3 separate regions of the Mus musculus genome follow, and all the other regions are linked to region 3. Evidence: chromatin contacts called from public Hi-C data. All regions are on one chromosome and are shown on one strand. The core of a region is the stretch at or near the end of the contact, and the rest is flanking DNA. Distances in the headings are between cores, read along the strand shown.

Region 1 (4,590 bases), core at 2,068-4,567, 71 kb after region 3:
TCCTTGCCCATGCCTCCTGAATTATAGGATATGCATTACTATGTAGTTTTTTTCAATGTTCATTTACTATTTCACTGTCTTCTGTTTATTTTTTTTTTTCATTTCATGCCATGCACTCATACAAGTAGATTCCATATCTTAGTGACTGTCACTAGCACAGCAATAGACATAAGCATGCAGGTGTTTCACTAATATGTCGATGCCTTTTCCATTGGCTATGTACCTAAAGAAGAGTAGCAGGATTATTGAGAGACATTAGTGTTCAGAGTAGGCTTACAGGTTCTCCAAGGGATGTTCTATCTCATATGTTCCTCTAACAAGTGTATGACAATTCCCCTTTTTCTATAGTGTCTATTAATAGTCTTTTCCCATATTTAATTGGATTATTTAGGGGTTTGTAATGGGCTTTTGAAAGTTTCCGGATACTTTGGAAATGAGTTACCTGAACAACTTCTAAAGTTCTTTCATTGTGAAAATTGTCTTTTTGCTGTTTCTTTCACTGAATAAATGCCCTGCAGTTTGCTATAATTTCCTTTGTCTATTTCTACTTTTGTTTCCTGTTCTTTGGGGGGGGGGGTGTCTTAGAAAATCTGCTGCCCATAATTATACGTTGAATTATTCTGCATTTTTAAATCTTATTTGTTAAAGAATTTAAGGTTTTAAGTTTAGATTTACTTATTTTGAGCTGATTTTTTACAAGGTAAGAGAAGGAAATAAAATGTAAATTATCTGCAGATATGCATATGAATATCAAGTTTGCCAAGCACCACTTGTTGAAAAAACTGTATTTTCATGCTCTGCCTGTCTCTGTAGTGTGTTTTTTGTCACATTTGTCAAAAATAAGTCAGCAATAAGTGCACAGGGCTACTTCTGGACACTCTATCTTGTCACAATGGTGTGTGTGTCTGCTTTTATACCAATACCATTAGATTTGATAACTTTGCCCTTATGCTTTATTTTGAAAGGTCCTCAAAAATGAAAGGTAAAAATTTGGTTTTCTCCAGAGTATTACCTCTTAAAATCAAATCTCTTGTTTGCTCTTCAGTCATAGAGGTTTGCTAGGTACTTTAAAAAGTTATTTATTTTATGTGTATGAGTACACTGAAGGTATCATCAGACACACCAGAAGATAGCATTGGATCACATTCTAGATGGTTGTAAGCCACCATGTGGTTGCTGGGAATTGAACTCAGGACTTCTAGAAGAGTAGTCGATGCTCTTAACCTTTGAGCCATTTCTCTAGCCCAAGGTTTGGTACTTTTAAGAAAGTAACATTGAAAAATTTCTAGCCCTAGAAAAATCATCTCAAATGTAATTTTATCTCATTTTTATTACATTTAACTCTGTGTGTGTGTGTGTGTGTGTGTGTGTGTGTACCACTGTATACACGTATACAAGTCAAATTGTAGAATTTGGTTCATTGGTTCCCTACTTCTCCCCATGTAGATAAAGGCCATGAGGTTTGATGGCAAGCACCCTCAAAGCCATTTTACTGGCCACAAAAAGTGATTTTTAACTCAAATATATCCTTCTTTTGTATGATAGAGTATTAAATATCTATAGGTAGCAGGCAGCTGCAAATACTAGATAAATAGTAGTGAGCAAAAATCATAGAAGCCAGCATAATAACAGTTTTGAGACCTATAAGACAACAAACTAAAGTTGGGAAGAAATCAGTTTCTGAGAACATAAGAAGCAGGCAGTAGGAGTGCAAGTAACATGAAAGGCTTAGCAACATGGGAGAGCTAATGAGGCTTCCGCTTGTTATTTAGGTAAGATCTGGACGATAAGATAGGTTGGGTTGTAGCACAAACTCAAAGAAAAACACTTTATTTGGTGACAAGATTTTTAACGCTGGAAACAGTTCATTATTTCCTAGAAAATAGTGAGGCCATGTTAAGAGAAGAATCAAAAACAAAACAAAATAAAAAACCATAAATTACCCAGGATATGATGATTAGCTCTTTCATACCTTGTAAGACATTGGAAGGAGTGGATATTTTTATTTATTTGAAACAAGAAGTATTATTAAAGACTTTCAAGAAAGCCTGATTTAACCTGCTTTACACATTTAGGGGCTCCCAGATGCTTGGCATGATGGATGGCTATGGTAGAGGACAGAAGAAAGCAATGCAAGAAAGGGGGAAATCTGTTAGGAGATGGGGTAATTTCAGTGAACGAGGACCGCTCTCATTATAGACTGGGATCACAGAAATGAGAGGAAGCAAAGGAAAAAGGATTGATGGTTTAACTCTTTATTTTACCTGAAAGGTGTGGCTTAGATCCTGATAGAGAAGGGGAAAATCAAAAGGTACTTCTAGATGTCAAGTGCAAGCAAGTGTGTGCTTGGCGATGCCATATACTGAGAGGGTGAAGAAAGAAAAAAGTTTCCAGAAGGGGAAGAACTCTATTTTGGATGCATTAACTTGAAAGTTGACTGTGAGTCACCAAATGGAAATTTCCTGAGACTAACTAGAGAGAATTAGTTCACAGCCCCCAAAAGAGGCCCCACAAAGGTAGCAGAGGGAACAGGAAGTTTCTAGCTACTATGAGTTGAAGAGATGACCTTTAGACTCTAGATAAATTAAGAAATCCATGCTGGACTGTAGCTCAGTTGGTAAAGTACTTGCCTAGCATGCATAGTGTCTCAGAGTTTATCCCCAGTACCTAAACTAAGGATAGAAGCACACTTGGAAAGTGGCTCAAGGCCATCACTGGCTACCTAATGAGTCAAGCAGTCAGGCACTTTTCTTTAGTACTAAGCAGAACACTGCTCATCATACACATCCAGGGAGACAAAATCTGGAGAAATTAGAGAGAATAGTTTCACATTTTAACATTAAGAGAGAAAATTACCCAACTCAAAAAAAATGACAGATGATTTGAGCATGCATGTTTCTTAAAATGAATACAGACAAAATTGACAGCATCGTTTGTTACTAATACATTCAAGTTAGAACGACTGAATGTAACAATACACACACATTTTTATAATTAAAATATTGACCATGCTAATAGTCTGCCGGATGGCAACAAAGAGCTTTCAAATACAGCTGTCAGGAATGAAAATGGTACAGCTACACTAGAGGAAAAAAAAATGTTAGGCAAATTCTTAAAATTTATAACCTAAAGAATGTTAAGGCTGTTATGTGACGTAACCCTCCTAGTCCTAGGTTTTTACCTAGGACAGATCAAAATACATAGCCATAGAATGAACTGTTTGTACATCAGTGGCCATATCAGCTGTACGTAGGACAGCCCTAAGCTAGAACCCACACAAATGCCCGCTGGCTGGTGAGTAAATATTTGAAGTGTCACGGGATCCTACCTCCCCGCAACCACAGCAGCAATTCACTGACAAAGGCAGCTGCACAGAGACTCAAAAGAACTAGGCCAAATTTCACAGAAAAAAAGACCTGGGCAAAAGTGTGCCATTCACAAGGGAGTGGAAAGAACCTAAAAACAATAGGAAGCATGAGGAGACTTAGTGTTGACTGTATTCATTGTTCTGCTTGAGGTAATGGTCCCATGTGTGAGCACACATGCCAGAGCCTAGCAAGTGCACATTAAAACATACACAGTGCATTATATCTCCACCATTCTCCACTCGACTCTGTGAGAAATGAAAGGAAGTTGAGAAGCAGGAAAGATCATTTGTTACTCACGGATTGAACAGAGTAAACACATTAGTTTTGAAAGGTTCAGAAATATAAATCTGACCACCAATATCATAAAGGGGGTATTTGGAACCTTGGGAGGGAATGAAGCCAATCAGAGAAGGGTTGGCATGAAGAGAGATGAAGATTCGGGGTGGGTCGGAAATCACCATCAAATCAAGCTGTAAAGTGAAGACAGTGGTGATAAACACTCTGGCTTTTATATGTTGCTTCAATCTAAAAATCAGAGCTGAAGCACTTGATGACCAGTTAGGTAATGCAGTAAGCATGCAAATCACTTAGCATCATTTGTGACTGATTTTTTTTTTAAAAAATATTTGTTCCTAGCTCTAAGAACATTGTTACTGATTCTAATTTACAAATACTATCTTTTTCCCATGTTCATATTTAGAAAACTCCCATTCAAAATGGTCTATCACTGTGAAAAGATGTGTTTCCTGAAGCTGTAATACACGCTGACTTACCTGACATTAAATTGGCAGCATCGTGCATGCTGTGCATCGCCGACTGAGCACAGAATACAAATCACCACAGAGAGGAGGAGAGAAAACCCCTCATTTGAACAGGTGTTTAGGAGACATACACCAGCAGATCCTAAGTTAAACATACTAAAGCTCAAAGATAAATTTTTTCCTTCAGGCTTAAGGTAAAGTATTTCAAGTGGCTGAGTTAATTCTCTATTTCGAATAATCTTCTCTGTTTGTTGTTTGCCTTTGTAAGACAAAAGCCCAGAAACCTTGTTAATATTACAGAATCATTTCAGATTAAGTCTCTTCGTGTTTATAATGCCAAATAACATTTTACTAGAAAGATTTCATGAGTCCCTTTCCTTGCTCAGACTGCCCACTCTGCCCTCAGCCCTATACCAAATGCTTGCACACGTGTGGTTAGTGGTGGCTCTCTCCTCTTTCAG
Region 2 (4,494 bases), core at 1,376-3,875, 77 kb before region 3:
GGTTTCTGCTTTTATTTTTTCCCTTTTTTGACAGTTCCCTACATTTATACAATGAGTTTAGTCATTTCACCCCCCAGTTTCTCTCTCTGTCACCCCTTCCTCTCCTGTTGAAGTCCTTATTTTAACTAAGCCCTTCCTACATTGTTAATGTTTTCATTTGTATGTGAACAGTTGAGTTTAGAGCCACTTGCTGAGTGTGGGTGGGAGGTACTTGACTGGAGTATCAACAACTTACCTTCTTGAAGACATTCTAAAATGGCTGTAAAGAAAACTCCATTGCTGGTACTAGGTGCACTTCTCATTCAAGTCTCTGATGCGATGCCACAAGATGTTCTATAGGCTAAGTTTAAGAAGACTTAGTTCACAAGAGTAGCCTGTTAGAACATGGTATCACTTTAGAGTTCTGTTTGTTTATTTATTTACATCTCAAACGCTGCTCCCCTTCCCACTCCTTTACAGGGCCCTTCCCTCTCCTCTGAGAAAGTGTGGCCCCCCCGGGTATCCTTCCACCCTAGCATATCAAGTCTCTTCTAGATTAGGTTCCTCCTCTCCTACTAGCAGACAAAGCAGCCATGGAGACTGAGCCACATGTCTGCTACATATGTTCCGGGGGCCTTGTCCCAGCTTGCTAATGTTCTTTGGTTGGTGGCTCAGGCTATAAGAGCTCCCAGGCATCCAGGTTAGCTGACTCTGTTGGTCTTTCTGTAGTGTTCCCTTCCCTTTTAGGGCCTTCAATCTTTCCCCCCAGCTCTTCCATAAGAGTCCCAACACCATCCAATGCTTGGCTGTGGGTATCTCCATCTATTTTGCTCTGCTGCTGACTAGAACCTCTCAGAGGACAGTTATGCTAGACTTTTTTCCACAAGCATAACAGCGTATCATAATGTCAGAAATTGGTGCTTGCCCATGGGAGGGTTTTTGAGTTGGACCAGTTATTGGTTGGCCTTTCCTTCAGTCTCTGCTCCATCCTGCATTTCATATATATATATATATATATATATATATATATATATATATTAGATATTTTCTTTATATACATTTCAAATGCTATCCCGAAAGTTCCCTATACCCTTCCCCTGCCCTGCTTCCCTACCCACCCACTCCCACTTCTTGGCCCTAGCATTCCCCTGTACTGGGGCATATAAAGAGTCCCCAAGGGGCCTCTCTTCCCAGTGATGGCCAGCTAGGCCATCTTCTGCTACATGTGCAGCTAGAGACATGAGCTCTTGGGGTACTGGTTAGTTCATATTGTTGTTCCACCTATAGGGTTGCAGACCCCTTCAGCTCCTTGAGTGCTTTCTCTAGCTTCTCCACTGGGGGCCCTGTGTTCCATCTTATGGATGACTGTGAGCATCCACTTCTGTATTTGCCAAGCAGTGGCATAGCCTCATATAAGACAGTTATACCAGGGTCCCTTCAGCAAAATCTTGCTGGCATATGCAATAGTGTCTGGGTTTGGTGGCTGATTATGGGATGGATCCCCAGGTGGTGTAGTCTCCAGATAGTCCATCCTTTCGTCTTAGCTCCAAACTTTGTCTCTGTAACTCCTTTCATGGGTATTTTGTTCCCTGTTCTAAGGAGGAATGAAGTTTCCACCCATTGGTCTCCCCTCTTCTTGATTTTCTTGTGTTTTGCAAATTGTATCTTGGGTGTTCTATGTTTCTGGGCTAATATCCACTTATCAATGAGTGCATATCTAATGACTTCTTTTGTGATTGGGTTACCTTACTTAGACAGAACAAATTTTGGGTCAAAAGTTTTGTGGGTGGGTTGGTGTCCTTATTTCTCTACTGGGGGTCTTGCCTGGCTACAGGAGATGACCTCTTCAGGTTCTATATCCCCACTGTTAGGCTTCTTAGCTGAGGTCACCCAAATTGACTCCTGGTAGGCTCCCCTATCCCAGGTCTCTGGGACTTCCCAGAGATCCCCCCTCCAACCTCCCCACCTCTTTCACCCCCAGCAAGTGTAGATTTCCATTCATTCTCCTGGGCCTCTTTCCTGTCTCTTCCCACACCTGACCCTGCCTCCCTATTCTCCTCCCGCTCCCCTCTCCCACCCTGTTCCCTCCTTTCCTCTGTCTCTTATTCTGTTTCCCCTTCTAAGTGTGATTCAAGTACCCTTGCTTGGGCCTTCCTTCTTATCTAACTTCTTTGGGTCTGTAGGGTATATCATGGGCATTCTATACTTATCAGTGAGTACATACCATGCCTGTTCTTTTGAATCTGGGTTACCTCATCCAGGATAATATCTTCTAGTCCTATCCATTTAACTGCAAAATTTATGATGTCCTTGTTTTTAATGGCTGAATCATATTCTAATGTGTAAATGAACCACATTTTCTTTATCCATTCTTCAGTTGAGGGACATCTAGATTGTTCCCAGCTTCTGGCTATTATGGATAAATTTGCTATGAACATAATGGAGCATGTGTCCTCGTGGTATGGTGGAGCATATTTTGGGTCTACGGCCAGGAACAGTATAGCTGAGTCTCTTCTTTGAGACACTGATGCCCCAGACAAGAATTGCACCTTAATGGCTTGAAACCAACTTCTCCTTCCTTGCCTTACATTTGCGGTGTTCAAAGAGGACACAAGCAAAGGTTTCAGTTACAGAGTAAACAGGCTAAAAATGTACATCCTGTGAAAGACTCAGAGAATGAGACTCCACAGGAGTCGGAAGACTCAGAAAGGGGAGAGGACTCACAAACATTTTACAAACACCTTTGTTCCTCTGGATGTCTCCTTCCGCCCCTTAGATCCTTTCTGTCACATCCTGTTCCCCTCCTTTCAATAACCCATTCCCCTTTATTTCTATGGCTTTTGACTCATTTCTGCATCTCCTTTATTGTGGACAATTCTTCAATGTATTTAAAATGAAGATATTTACAGAACAGTAAATGAAAATGATACAGTTCTTTTCTTTTTTTCCCAGTTTGTCCTCATCCGGCGTCTGATGCTTCTTATGAGCCTTGACCTCCCTTGCTGGGTGGAGGAGTCTCTCTCGGCTCCTGCACACATGAATCATGCAGTCACTTCCAGAATAAAGTCTACTTCCTTTTAAAGACCACCTAACATATAATTAGCTATGTGTTTATTCCTCAGAGCAAGGCTAATACCACATTCACATTTTAATACAGGAAGTATTTACTTGGTATATAATGTGTGGCTTGTATTTTCTACAGTAAGGTTGCCTAGAATTTATTATTAATACTGTGCATTGGTCACTACAATATGATTAGTGAGTAGTTTTGTGACATTACTTTAATAACCTCTTTGCAAGATCACCTATTTATATTTTATCTGGTGAAATAATAAACTTTCAATACTGGAATGTAAATTTGGCACAGCCTTGTTCACAGCTGTTAAGAGAATACAAAATGAAAACCCCATAGCTGGTCATGTTCATATCATAAATGGATTAATACTGACTTTTGCTGATACATCCTCAACTGAACGTAAACCTTGAAATGAGGAAACGTGAGACTTTACTTTCTTTAGTTTTGTCAACTGTTTGAGGTCAAGCTCCTGAAGATAAGAAAGCACACCACACTGCAGAGATATAGATGTATATATATATACTCTACAACAGTTTCAAACTGTCACTATAGCTTCCCAGACCGCAAGATAGCTCCACTAGTAGGGAGAGAGACTCAAGTATTTTAAGCAATTCTCTCACACAATAGTTTTTTGGTTGTTGACAGTTAAGCTGTGGACTGAGGGTCAAGGGTACTGAGAGTGGTGAGTGGCAACCTTTTATGCCTCTCACTTGTTGGACTCCCTGTCTTTCTTCTCAGCTATTCAGGGGCTCTGAGGTGAAACTACAGTACTGTAAGCATCGAATCTGCAAAGTCTAGTGACACCCCCGCCCCCTAGGCACGGGCACAGAGAACAGAGGCTCCTACTTCACACTAGGACCCTAATCAGCATTTTAATTGTGTAGCAGGCAGGTATTTAATTAAGATACTGGTGCTTCCTAGTTTAAACTCCTCTAACTCCCTCAGGATGATCATCATGATTATGATCTTTTGGGGGAAAGGAGGACATCTATTTTAAAGTGCATCTCTGCTGCTGTGATTTAATTTAAACATAAAAACAACCAGGTTTGGTTTTGAAAGCTGATAGGATTGGGATGAAAAGAATATAATTTTTGAGGCCAGAGTAACCCAACATAGATGACACTTATGACCCATTTGGCCCTGGATGCTTTATCTAACATCTCCAATGTTTTCTTGCTCCAGTAAAATAAAAGGAAGACCACCCACTACATATTCTGTATGTGAGGTGAAAGGGAGCTGGCAGGTCTACAGTGTAGGTGCACTGGATAGGAGCTTGTTCCTTCAGTATTGCTAACAAAACAGTAAATTCATTTATTTATTATATATTATATGTAATTATATGTATATATTTAATTACATAAATATTATATATCATTATATGTACAACAATATATATTATTACTAAGCTTTATTTATTTTAGGACAACTTTTTAAATTGT
Region 3 (4,209 bases), core at 1,397-3,896:
GGAAGCTCCAAGGGTCAATGAGTGTGACCTTCCTGCCTCTGTTCTTTCTTGAAATGCTTAAGCCTCATATTTGAGGTGGCATGTCCTGAACCCCATCCCTACAGGGATCAAATCTGATAAGGTGAAAGCTCAAGGTTCATTTCTCAGATTCAATATTTAAAACAGAGATATAAATTTTGAGTGTATACCAACACACATTTCCTAAGTTTAATGGACTGCAATCATGTTACCTAAAAGATACTTACTCTAGATGCAGAGCACAAGTTCCCTTTCATGCACAAGATTAAAGAGAAAGTTTGGTAAAGTCAATGGAAAGGTCAGCAGAAATAAATCATACATAAAGCATCCCTTAGCTAAGCCACCTAGATCCTCCTAACCATGTTGTAGCCATTCCTGTCCCTCTGGGGAAGCTCTAGTCATAAGGATGACCAGCATGGTCACAGAGCATGGAAGGCTCCAACAGACCCTTCCACATACTGTACTGAAGCCCGAGACTCCATTTGGTGTTAAACTTAATATATAAAAGTCTTACTTCTGGAAATTTCTGGAATTAGTACTAAGTTCACTCTCAAGGAATTTATTGATCTCACCTCTCAGACCTAGATGGCTAGAAAAACAAAGATTTTTTTTCCCCTTACTTTCTATGACATGAATGAGAATAAAAGAAGAAAAATATCCCTTTTCATTCCATAGGCAACCTATGATATTATCCAAAACAAGGTTTTTAAAGTATGTTAATAATATATATCCGTCTGAGATGATGTTTTGTAAATTTGAAGAGTATGCCAGTTCACTGCTGAATCTGACACTACCATCATCTATTTTAACACTAAAACAACATCTCTTCCTAACCTAGCTTCCTAGTTATTCAAGTTGTTAAGACAGATTTTATTTAAACAAAGACATCTATAGTTAGCATCTTTCTCATAATCATAATCCAAGATAAAACACTAACTCATGTAAGAGATGTGTCAGGGGATGGAGACACCTTAGTCAAAACAGACATCAGATCACAGCATGAAGGGTGTCAAAAGGACCATATACAATCTTAGTTTCACACACTCATCTCTGAAGAGCCCTCTATGAATTTCAGTGGTCACCCCACCCAGAACAGTGGCATGTTCCCATGGTAACTGATCTATTTTACACAGGAACAGGAATGTTAAGGGAGGAGAAAATAAAATAAAAACTGGAAGTGATTGTTCCGAAAATATGATGACAGCAGGCAAAAGCCTTCAGGACACATCAAGAGGGAATTTTGCCACATAGAAGGTAAGAGGCAGAGCCCGTGTTAGAATAGTTTTTAAAGTCTGAAACAAATCTAAGAATAAGATACTCGATAAAAAAATCGAGAGAGAAGAGGAAGGAAGAAAAGGAGAAGGGAAGAAAGGAAAGGCAGCAAAAAGGGAGGAAGAGACCCGAAGAAGTAAAGCCCATTCCCTATCAGATCCACCATCAGGGACAGGACAGAAAAATGTCAGTGACTGCCTTCCTCACTGGCTCTCAGAGTGATCAGCTGTGAATGGCAAAGAGGGGAGTGTCCCTGATTAAAACCATCCACTCTAGGTGGTCACAAAAGCCCTCTCTAGTTCTCCTGGCCACTAGGATGATATGATATATATATCATCCTGAAGGTGAATTATTGCAGAAGTTTGAGTTTATTTAGCCAGTTTTGAATTTTGAGAACAGGAAAACCTATGCTCCAATCTCCAGTGACAATTTCCCGCTCATCCATGTCAAAAATAAGAAAAAATCAAGGTTTTGAAAAAGAGCTTGAGTAGGCACTCATTGACAATCAATAACCTGGCTCCAGGTATTTGTAATATGGAGTCTCAGATGTGCCTCTTAACCATGGTGCTTTCTCATTTGAGTTGACCTATTTCCAGGTTTACAATAGCAATTAAAATGTACTTGATCATTTTCACCAAAATTTGTTCACTACACTTGTTTGTCACCAAACAGTTACCAGGAAGAGATGTCCAGTTTATCTAGCAGATTGGAATAAATTCATAATTCCGGCTGTAGCTCCAGAGCAGTTTGCCTCTGAACTTGTCAGTACATTGTAAACCATGCCCTTGTGACACATCTGTATGCCCCATGCTGATCAAATAAGTAAAGGTCCTTTGTGCTTCCTTCTCTCACCTGTGCACACAGCGTTTGGTTTAATAAAGCCTACCGTTCTGCATTTCAGAAGCCCCTCTTTGAGGGTACGGTTGGTGAGATCGCCCCACTTTAAGTGTAGTAAAGCTTCTTAGAATAAGCACCTTCTGTTAAATGCTTTCCACTTGCTTTCTAACTTGGGAGCAACCACTCTTCGCTCCTCACTCGGAGGCTAATGAAGGCTTCCAGCCCTTTACGCCACTTGATAGCTCAAAAAGCACTTCACAAATGGAACTCCCTTAGACCTTTGTAAGCATTGCTCCTTCACAGAAGCATCTGTCTGCTTGCTTTCCTGTCTGCTTTTGTAGCCATGCATAGTTTTAGTTAGCTGGAGTTTAGTTCTTCAGACAAACTTTACTGTATTTATAAAACACATTGATGTAAAAACATAAACACGTAGTCATAGATTCAAAACACAGACCTGGGCAGCAATGGTGTTTTTGGCAACAGATAGAGGAAGAGGAAATTGTAATGAGTTTCTTTTTGTCTCCCACAAAAACCCACAAGCTACATTTCATACTCTTATTAGAACAACAGAATCAACAGCCTCCATATGGGCCAGCTACCCAGGCACAGTAAAAATGTTATTAGAAGCCATGAATTGCAAAACAGGCCAGGTGAACAGCATAATGGAACAAACAGCACACCACAGGAAGCCAGCAAACCTTCAGGGGATCCTCTAAGGCCTCAAATACACTAAAAAGTGCACAGACAGACATGGCAGAAGTTTTGCCTGCTTTTGAGTTCTAATTTTATACTAACTATTGTGCAAACCAGGAAAATCCTCACCAAAAATTTCTGAAGCTCTTGCACTCATTCATTGCAACTCTGGTGCATCAGAGCATGCTAATATCCACCATAAGTTTACCCCTGCAAATACGGTCGGAAAACATCCTTTCGTATGTGGCTCTTCGGCTATTTGCAAGATTCAGATAAATAGAATTTGAAATATCTCCATTCTTTTCTTCTCCCTTTGTCCACAAGCTTTTAGAGCAAAATAATTCCATTCTATTCATGTCATTACTGTCTTACATTTTTTTCATGAACTACAGATGATGTGCAGATAAGTTTATAGAGCAAAGACAGTAGAATATCAGTGTGAGTTTTCCATACTAAGCTAGTGGTCCTTTGCTTATCTATCACCCAGGTTAATATACAGGTCTGACAGCAGTGGAAATTGTAAATGGTCTTTAATAGCTGTGTGTTCAACCAATTCCAGTGCAGATGTACTTGTATGAAAATCATCAAAGGTCAAATTTTACCTTGTAAGAGCAAAGACAAGAAATTATGGTCACCAGAGCCTAACAGTATAGATCAGAGATATCAACCAGATGTTATCAGTTGCATAGAACAATTTTAAGAGTTTATCTGTATAGTCATAGTGACTATGCTAGTCATGTTATGAGTTATATATCAAAATTGTTAAGTGGGATCTTAGATGTCCTCATTGAACACACAGATTAAACCTACGAGGTGATACGTTAGTCTTTGGTTTAGTCACTTCACAACACATATATATCTAAAAGCATCATGGTATCAACTGTACATATGGACAAGATAATAGGTAAGTCACATACATGTATTTATTCCTTTTTAAAATATCAGTTAAGATACCTTTTACCCAGCAAATTTCACAACAAGTTGCTATAAGTTAAAAGTATAAGTGAATAGTTACAATATGCTATAAAATGACATATATGTGTTAATGAATAGATCACAACGGCTCAGAATCAGCCTGACCCTGTCCCATTCAAGCAGTAGTTAAGTAGATCACAAGCCCAGAACTGTGAGACAAGAATCACAGTTTTGTCTTGGCATTGAAAGGTAAATTAGTCTCTTTTATTTTCTTTGGAGCCAAGGGTAAAACCAAAAATCTCTAATATATATTATACAACCTATGGCTTCAAACACCAACGACACAGACAAGAAGGAGGAAGATGTCCCTTTTGCATTTACTCTCAGTACTCACACCCTTAGGGGGAAACCACACCCTAGTCACTAAGGCACTTTGCTACATTCAGAATGGATCTGTACATTTTAACAGCTTAG

What was found. A called contact is a pair of places that touch in the nucleus more often than the background predicts.
Region 1: a contact with region 3 is called in a Hi-C map of regulatory T cells, with 3 times the contacts expected there. The contact joins two enhancer-like sites. A contact is called at or near these places in 10 of 484 Hi-C or Micro-C datasets (B cells, CD8 T cells, CD8 central memory T cells and 6 more) and 2 of 115 datasets of contacts at active chromatin or transcription factors (CD8 T cells and thymic regulatory T cells).
Region 2: a Hi-C map of regulatory T cells shows a contact between it and region 3, with 1.8 times the contacts expected there. The contact joins two enhancer-like sites. A contact is called at or near these places in 7 of 484 Hi-C or Micro-C datasets (the C10 cell line, CD8 T cells, bone marrow-derived dendritic cells and 3 more) and 3 of 115 datasets of contacts at active chromatin or transcription factors (CD8 T cells, bone marrow-derived dendritic cells and memory CD8 T cells).

The regions. Positions count from the first base shown.
Region 1 is chr2:78,978,943-78,983,532 of GRCm38.p6, reverse strand. All of the region lies in intron 1 of Gm37004 (a long non-coding RNA gene), which reads right to left. Among named protein-coding and RNA genes, the nearest start is that of Gm37004, 8.6 kb to the right of the region's middle. Within about 2 kb of position 3,317, at least 23 of the 459 cell types and tissues checked have an H3K27ac peak or open chromatin away from gene starts, as enhancers often do. A contact at or near this core is called in CD8 T cells, group 2 innate lymphoid cells and regulatory T cells, where this site is marked.
Region 2 is chr2:79,125,717-79,130,210 of GRCm38.p6, reverse strand. No RefSeq gene overlaps it. Among named protein-coding and RNA genes, the nearest start is that of Gm35748, 5.6 kb to the right of the region's middle. Within about 2 kb of position 2,625, at least 42 of the 459 cell types and tissues checked have an H3K27ac peak or open chromatin away from gene starts, as enhancers often do. A contact at or near this core is called in CD8 T cells, memory CD8 T cells and regulatory T cells, where this site is marked.
Region 3 is chr2:79,049,263-79,053,471 of GRCm38.p6, reverse strand. No RefSeq gene overlaps it. Among named protein-coding and RNA genes, the nearest start is that of Gm35748, 71 kb to the left of the region's middle. Within about 2 kb of position 2,646, at least 32 of the 459 cell types and tissues checked have an H3K27ac peak or open chromatin away from gene starts, as enhancers often do. A contact at or near this core is called in CD8 T cells, group 2 innate lymphoid cells, memory CD8 T cells and 1 more, where this site is marked.